Linked DNA regions of Sus scrofa: region 1 is linked to region 2. A link is a contact called in public HiChIP or PLAC-seq data. All regions are on one chromosome and are shown on one strand. The core of a region is the stretch at or near the end of the contact, and the rest is flanking DNA. Distances in the headings are between cores, read along the strand shown.

The links. HiChIP or PLAC-seq counts read pairs in DNA pulled down with a chosen protein or histone mark.
Region 1: a contact with region 2 is called in an H3K27ac HiChIP or PLAC-seq map of alveolar macrophages. The contact joins the promoter of EEA1 here to the promoter of UBE2N in region 2. A contact is called at or near these places in 2 of 5 promoter capture datasets (fetal skeletal muscle and liver), 2 of 47 Hi-C or Micro-C datasets (embryonic fibroblasts and heart right ventricle) and 2 of 2 datasets of contacts at active chromatin or transcription factors (alveolar macrophages and skeletal muscle).

What each region holds. Positions count from the first base shown.
Region 1 is chr5:90,130,310-90,134,345 of Sscrofa11.1, reverse strand. EEA1 (early endosome antigen 1) reads right to left here and starts at 2,639. Exons shown (of 33, transcript XM_021091260.1): 1 at 2,389-2,639. The coding sequence starts at 2,412.
Region 2 is chr5:89,671,120-89,675,264 of Sscrofa11.1, reverse strand. UBE2N (ubiquitin-conjugating enzyme E2 N) reads right to left here and starts at 1,959. Exons shown (of 5, transcript XM_005664262.3): 1 at 1,625-1,959. The coding sequence starts at 1,654.

The DNA of each region.
Region 1 (4,036 bases), core at 1,390-3,889, 460 kb before region 2:
TTTCCTTTGGTCATAGTGGTCAAATCGGAGCTGTAGCTGCTGTCCTACGCCACAGCCATGCAGGATCTGAGCTGCATCTGCAACCTACACCACAGCTCAGGGCAATGCCAGAGACTTAACCCACTGAGCAAGGCCCAGGATCGAACCTGCCTGTCCTCATGGATATTCGTCAGATTCTTTTCTGCTGAGCCACGATGGGAACTCCAGCATTGTCGTTACTTTTAAATGTCCACTTCCCCAACGAGCTGTGAGTTCTAAAAGGAGGGCCCATATCTTATTTAACTGTTTCCCAGCCCCTAGCAGATGCCTTGCATTTACTGAAACTCAATATAAGGACACTAAAAACAAACAAAAAATTAAGTAGTTAATGAGAGACAATTCAAACTTTCTTATAAAGCGCATATAAATTTAACACAGTAGTTCTCAACCAAGGCAATTTTGCCCCTAGGTGACATATGGTAAAACGTTCAGATATTTTTGGTTGTCCCAATGGGGGGTAGGGGATTTTAGGAGAGCTACTGGCATCGAGTGGGTAGAAGCCAGGGATATACTGCTAAACATTTTACAATGCAAAGGGCAGCTTCCTACAACAATTATCCAGTCACAAATGTCAACAGTGCCATGGTTAAGAAACTCAGTTGTCAACTGACTTATTCCTGTGTGTTGATGATTCCTTATCACGTCTCAACAATAATCAGAATAAATTCCATTTTTTAGTTTCAACTGAAGCTTCTGCAGCCATTTACCTGTACACACCAACACTAAAAATGATCTTTATATAACTGTAATGTTTAAGAACATTAAACCAAGAGTACTGGAAAGCATCTCATATTTCTGAAAACTAATCTATAACTACCAGAAGCTACTCTTAGGTCAGTTAACACTGTTTTATTTATAAACTTTATTGCAAATCACAGACGACTCATTTTCGGCTATGGAATGATGTAACAGAAACACAATCTGAGACATGAAGTAATCAATCAGTTCCTACACGTCTGATAAAAGAAAAATCTCTAAGTACTGCAAGTAAATCATGCACAGATGTCTTTGATGTTGAGCACAGAACTGATGGCCAAAGGGCACTGCCCTTGCTACAGCCAAAATAGGTGCTTATCAAGATTTCGAAAAACTCTGGCAAAACACTGCAAAACATCCAACGTCAATACAGGGTGGCAGATGCAAAAGTTAGCTATTTCTCGCCCTGATATATGACCAAGTTTCACATGACTGGAATACTTCACAAAGCTATGCAGCCGCAAGGACACTCACTCCCTTTCTAAGCAGTGAATGACTCAACTCTCTTTGGTACATTCCTTGACTGAATACTACAAGTTCACTAATTCCTTTTGTCCTTTGAACTAGTTATCCTACTCCCTCAATAACCAACTAACGAATCTGGCACCAGCTTTTCAATCATTTACATTTTGCACCCTATCGGTCCCAAAAAGAAATATAGAAGTTGTCCAAAACAAAAACTTGAGTACAGTAAATCTTATAGAAAAGATCTCAATTGCTATTCCAGGAACTGACTCCTAAACACAACATCTACATATCGCCAATGCGCTCATCTTTATATATCAAGGTTTTTTTCCAGATTGTAAATAAAGATAGCACTGGCAGAAAATAAAGGAGTTAAGTGCATACCCGGGGCTAGAGCTTACGGGGGATTTAGTCTCCGACGGCTCCAAAAAGCTACTGGGCTGGGAGGGGGAAACGCATTTTTAACTGGGGAGGGGAAAAGTTTGCAACAGTGAGTAATATCTTCCTTCGAGGCTGACTCTGCCAGGGACGTGTCGGTACCGCGACTGGGCCGAGGCTAGGCCAGCTTTCACCACGTTACCACGCAGGGCTGCCCAGAGCAGACCGCGACGCCGAGCGTGGCAGCTGCGGGTCGCGTAAAGTTGGGGGGCCCGCTGGGCAGGGCGGCCGGGGGACCCGCCGAACTCGCCTCCCGCGGGCTCCCACGGGGCGTCCTCCAGCCCGGCGGGCGGCCGGCCGGCCCCGGCGGCACCAACTCTCCGTGTTCACTGCCATTCCAGGATCTGGAAGGAACGCGCCGGCACCACACCCTCCCGCCCCGCCGCCCGCTCGCACTGACAGCCCGTGCGGGAGCGGGGCCCGGGCCTGGGCGCGCGGGGCCGCGGCAGACCGGGCGCCCGGCCCCGGCCTGCCGCCGCGCCCGCCCTCCCTGCCCCCACGCCCGCCCCGGGAGCAGAGGACCGAGGCCTAATCAGCGCCCGGGCTGCGGGGCCTAAAGCAGGGAGGCGCCCGCACTGAGGAGGGACGCCAGCGCCGCCGCCTCGGCTCCTCAGCGCGGCGGCGGCTTCCGCGGCCTCGGACTCGGGCTCCCGCTCACGTGCTCCTGGAAAGACGGTTTCACTCTCTTACCCTCTGCAAAATCCTCCTTAACATGGTTTAAACACCCCCCGGCGCTGCCGCGGTGACTCTCCGGACCCTCCTCGGGGTCACTCACTACTCGGGGGTGCGCGGGCGGTAGGGACTGAGCCAGAAGGGAACCTGGGAGGAGGTCGGGGCGAGGCGGTGGCGGCAGCCGCTAGGGCGGCCCCGACTTCCCCACAGGCGGTGAGAGGGAGCGCGCGCGAGCCGGGGACGAGATAGCCAGCGAGCGCCCGCCCGCCGGGCCGCCCCCGTAACTGACAGCTGGGCGGACCCGCCCGCGCCGCCCCGCCCTCTCGGCCTGTCCATCCGCGGGAGGCGGGGCTGGAAGGGGCCTGGCCTGGGCCGGCGACCAATCGGAAAGGGCGGCGGCGTGGGCCATTGCGTGACGGACAGGAGGCAGGACGCTGGCACTGCCGCTCCTTCCGGCCGCTGAGCGCACACCCGCGCTCCGTCAGAGGCGCTCGCGCGTAGACCCGGCACCCGCGGAGGGGACTTGGGGACCTGGGGACTTGGGGACCTTGGGGCTTGGGGGGTGGTCCTTGGCCGCGAAGGAAGGCGGGCTCTCGAGGCAGGTACCTGCTATGGCACCTCAGACTGCTCTGTAAAATCTGTCGGTGTGACCCTGGCCTTGACCGTTGCTCAACTGGACTCCCATTTCTGCAGGAAGCTTAGTCTCAGAGTGCAAGCAAAGGAGAGACTCAGACACGATTAACCGGTCTGTTGGGCTTCCCTCCTCTGGTCCAACCCCTGGCTCCTTTCCCTCCTCCCTTCCTGCTTCTCATTTCAGCCAAAGGAAAAGTAAAGAATCGGAAGAAAGTATAGAAAGAAACTGCAATTTGAATTGATAGGGAAAAAAAAAAGTTTGGCGTTGTCCTTTGGACTATAGCAACAATATTTAATGGACTGATGACGCTAACATGTTGCACCCACTAAAGCCCATGCTTGGCTCATTCTCCTAAGGAATTTTAAATCCTCTTCTGATAACGAATGTATGAAGTGAATCGACATTAATGCGTCTGTTTCATAGATTAAGAAAAAAATAATGACGTTTTCCCTTCGTGGCTCCGCAAAAACCAATCTGACTAGCATCCATGAGCATGCAGGTTCCATCCCTGGCCTCGCTCAGTGGGCTAAGGATCTGGTGTAGCCCTAAGCTGTGGTGTAGGTCGCAGATGCAGCTGGGATCGTCGGACTGCAGCTCTGATTCGACCCCTAGCCTGGGAACCTCCATATGCTGCAGGTTTGGCCCTACAAAAAAAACAAAATGAGGTCACAGATAAACAGTGTGCCAAAACAAGGATGTGGACTGGGAAATGGACTTAGAACTGACTTCCAGGCACCATGTCATTATTTGAAGTCAAAAGTCACAGCTGCCCAAAACAAAAAAAAAAAAAGTCACAGCTGCAGAATCATATCATTTTGCCAAGTTGCTCTCAGCTTTCACAAGTTGAGAGATTTGGCTTTTACCCTGGAGGGGGGAGCAGGGGAGAAGACTTTAACATTGTTTACATAGGGAAGAAGAAGGGGAGAAAAATGCAACTAACCCTGCTTGAATTGGGGGAGGGGGGTAATGAAGTCTACCAAGCAATGAATGGAGTGCTTATTAGAAAATACTTCCAGGTCTTTTGAAAAGATG
Region 2 (4,145 bases), core at 710-3,209:
AGGGGAATTACCTTGAATGTTAATGTGTACTGTGTACTTAGTTGATGACCTAAAGAACAGTAAGTAAAAATCCAAGGATATTTGGTACACAGCTCCATCCTCCACCCCTCATTTTCCGCGGGGGCCTCCATAAACAGGATCACTGGGGCCATGCGATTGCATTACAACTGAAACCACATTGTAAGGACCCTCCAATACACACACCCATTAAACTGTCTTGGACAGAGTCTAATACAAACCTTTTAATACAACAAATGAAGGTTTTATACAACACTGCACATCGTTAGACTCCAGCACACAATGACTGTTCTACTTCTGTAATCTGTGAGACTTTCTACCTTACAAAACACGTCTTATCAAGCAATTTTGCGTCAGAGACACCCGCTTCTCAAATATAACTCACTGCAACTGCACGAAGCACTACACATCCTTCAACAGGTCAATCACTTAGCATGCATCTCCCCCCTAAACGTCAAGGATAAACTAGATTAAATACACGCTTACCAGGTTATGGCAAGCAAAATGATGCTGCAATTTAGGAACTTTAACTCGCATATTAAGCAATACAGAAGTTCAACTAATTTCCTTCACTAACACTAACCGAAAATCTCAAGGTGTTTTGTTTTTTGTTGTTTTTTTTTTTTGGCTTTGTGGATTGCAAGTAACATTTCGCATCTGAGGACTTGATGAAAAAGAATTTGTTAAACAATTTACAAAAGCAAGATATCGAATTTCTCATGGTTCCACTCGTACTTGTCAAAGTATATATTCAGGAACAGCCGAAGAACGGTTTAATAAAGCGTACAAAATCGAGAGGTAAAAAATTTCAAGAGGGCCCCCATACCTGTGCCGCAATCCACCCCCCAACCCCGGCCTGCTCTTGTGTTAAACTATTTCCTCTGAAAAGAAAACGCTCCGAAAGAGTTTGCCAACCAGAGTAAAATCACTTCGCGGAGATAACGAACGGAAATGCATTTAAAGAAGAGAAGCTCGCGGAAGCGAAGGCGGCAGGGCGCGGATCCCCCAGGTCCCCTGACCCCGGCGGCCGGGGGCGAGCATGTGCCGGCGGCCGCAGGACGCGCGGCCCTCCCGGAGCCGCCTCCCGGGGAACAGGGCCCCGCCCGGCCTCACCCTCCCGGTTCATTCATTCTGAACCTGGGGCTGCCGCACCCCGCCCTCCCGCCCGGGCCGAGACGGGGATACGAGGCCGAGTCCAGCCACAACCCCCACCCAGAGTCGCCCCGCCGCGATTCCCGCGCGCCCGCGGTCTTCGCTCTCGGGTGGTCTGAGAGATCGCGGAGGCCCGCGGCGGCGCGAGCCCAGAACACCGCAACCCCGCGGCCCCACCCTCCGCCAGGGCGCAGGCCAGGCCTGCCCCGCTCGGCCGACGGCCGCCTAGCAGCCCCCGATCCCCGCCGCCGGAGTGCCCCACTGCGGCCGGAAGTCTCCCCGGCGCCCCCTCCCCAGCGCCCGACTTCCCTCGCCGCTGCGGCCGGACCCTCTCCGCTCTGCCTCGGGCCTTCCAGCGCGGACTGCAGGCCAGAGGGAGCGAGGGGCGATGCTGTCCTGTCCGCTGAGCGCACAAGAGCAAAGCAGGCAGCCGGAGGCCAGCCCGGGCGGTTACCTTGATAATCCTGCGGGGCAGCCCGGCCATCTTGTCAAATCCCGAGTACGGCCTCTGGTCTTGTCTCCGGCTCCGCTCGCCTCACGCACGAGTGGAAGTCCCGGGCTCCACTTCCGGGGGACGTTGCCGCGCCCGCCGCCGCCGCCGCCGCCGAGGCCCCTCGGGAAATGTAGTCCCTGCTCGGGCGCGGGCGCGGGCGGGCTTCCCTCGGCTCCGGCCCCCTCCCCCGCGTTCCCCGCCCCAGCCCCGGCCTGGGGGTGGCGGAAGTGACGCGCCGCGTAGGGGCAGGGACGTGGGGGAGGCGGCGCGGGCGGTGCGGAGCTCTGGCGCTCGTGGCCGATGCTGCCGCGTGCGACTGGGACTGGGTGGCCGGCGCCCAGCAGGCCTCTTATCCGCGGCCACGCCCGCACCAGTGGGCGACGTAACAGAGGCTCTGCGCAGACGTAGCCCATTCATCCATTCATTCGTTCGTTCATTCAACGTTACTGCGCAGTCGGGGCTGCTGCTGCCAAGAATCAGAGGTCAAGTTGATCCGCGGGTTCCTTCCTCAAAGAGAGAAGACCGAAATTCGGCTGCAAATTTCCCAACTGTGGGTCTCAATAGTTAACCAGAAAAACACAGTCAGAATTCTGTTGTTTAACTTTTGCATAAATCGAGGCTCTCTGGCACATTCCTCAGACCTGGGAAAGCTAAAAGAAAGGGGCTCGGAGAAGGTTGAGGGCAGGGCATAAGAATGGATTCTGAACGCCAGGACCTCATGGTTGAGTTGCAGTGTGGCTAGGTAGAGGAATGACCAAGAAGAGGATTAGAGAACCTAGTGTAATCCCTAAAAGAGGGATTACCTTTAGAGCGCAGGGGCGGGGGGGACCAAAGGAGGATTAGAGTGAGGGTGCCCCAAAATGGGAATATTGGGAAAGCATTTCATAGCATCCTAATGATTGATTGGTTGTTTTGCGATGGGCTTTGGAGGGTATTATTTTACTCTATCGTCATAGCAACCTCAAGGTTTTTCCTCCACTTTACAAATGGAGACGGTCACTTTTTCCAAGGTTGTGCGGGAAGTGAGCTGTTTTCTTTCCAGGCAGATCTGCCAAAACATGCACCCATTAACTACTTAGCCACGACGTTTCCTAGCACAGGAGTACAGACAGTAGATAGTGGTGAATAAAGGTGTGCCAGGTGCTATGTTAATGGATGAGAATACAGAGAGGCCGACCCTCCTTCCAGGAACTCAGAGTCCAGCAGAGAAGAGAGGAAAGTTAACAGGAATTACAATCCAATGTGTTAAGGGCCATAATAGAGGTTCCTCCAAGGTGCTATTTGAACACTCAGGCATTAATTGCTTAAGAATTCAGAGAAGGCTTCTCGAAGAAGTGGCATCCTAAAGGATGAGTAAGAATCTAACTGACCTGGTAGGGAAGAGCATGCCAGGCCTAGAAAAAAGCCTGTGAAATGGCATTGAGCTATAACGGGGAAAAAAAAAAATGCATTAAAGAAATGGGGGAATTCCCATCGTGGCTCAGTGGTTAATGAATCAGACTAGGAACCATGAGGTTGTGGGTTTGATCCCTGGCCTCACTCAGTGGGTTGAGGATCCAGCATTGCCATGAGCTGTGGTGTAGCTCTCAGACATGGCTTGGATCCCATGTTGCTGTGGCTGTGGTGTAGGCTGGTAGCTACAGCTCTGATTAGCCCCCTAGCCTGGGAATTTCCATGTGCTGTGAGTGCGGCTGTAGAAAAGACAAAAAGACAAAAAAAAATGAGGAATATGAATGCAAGAAACCTTAAAAAATTTGATAAGAGAAAACACTATCATTAGCACAATGCTAAATAATTTCACGGATTACTTCATTTAATGATACAGTATATAAGGTAGGATCTCTCTCTTTTTTTTTTTTTTTTCTTTTTAGGGCCGCATATGGAAGTTCCCAGGCTAGGGGTCCCATCGGAGCTAGAGCAGCCAGCCTGCACCACAGCAGAGCAGGAAGTGAGCCATGCCTGTGACCTACACCACAGCTCACAGCAAAGCCAGATAGCCGAGCCACTTGGCGAGACCAGGAGTGGAACCCACATCCTCATGGATACTAGTCAGGTTCATTTATGCTGCACCACAGCAGGAACTCCTAGGCTCTCTTATTAGCATTGCTTTTTAGATGAGACGCCAAGCTTCAGAGGCGATAATGATAACTTCAAATAACCAGAAGTCTAAAATGAGTAGTATTGTAATTAGAAAAATCTGGGAAAGTATATGACATTGGACAAGGATACTTTCAGAATATTTCACAGAGGCCCCAGAACTTACCCTGATAGGAAGAAAAGGCAGAGTGAATATGAGGTTAGAAGGGTATTAATCCAGTAATCTAATGCATATCAGTTCAGCTCCAACTTAGTGCTTAAAAGAACAATAATCATTTATTTAGCTCTTGAATCTGCAATTTGGACATGGCTTCGCAGGGAAGGCACATCTCAGCTCCATGCTGTGTCAGCCTGCACAGCTTGATTGGGACAGAACCACTTCCAA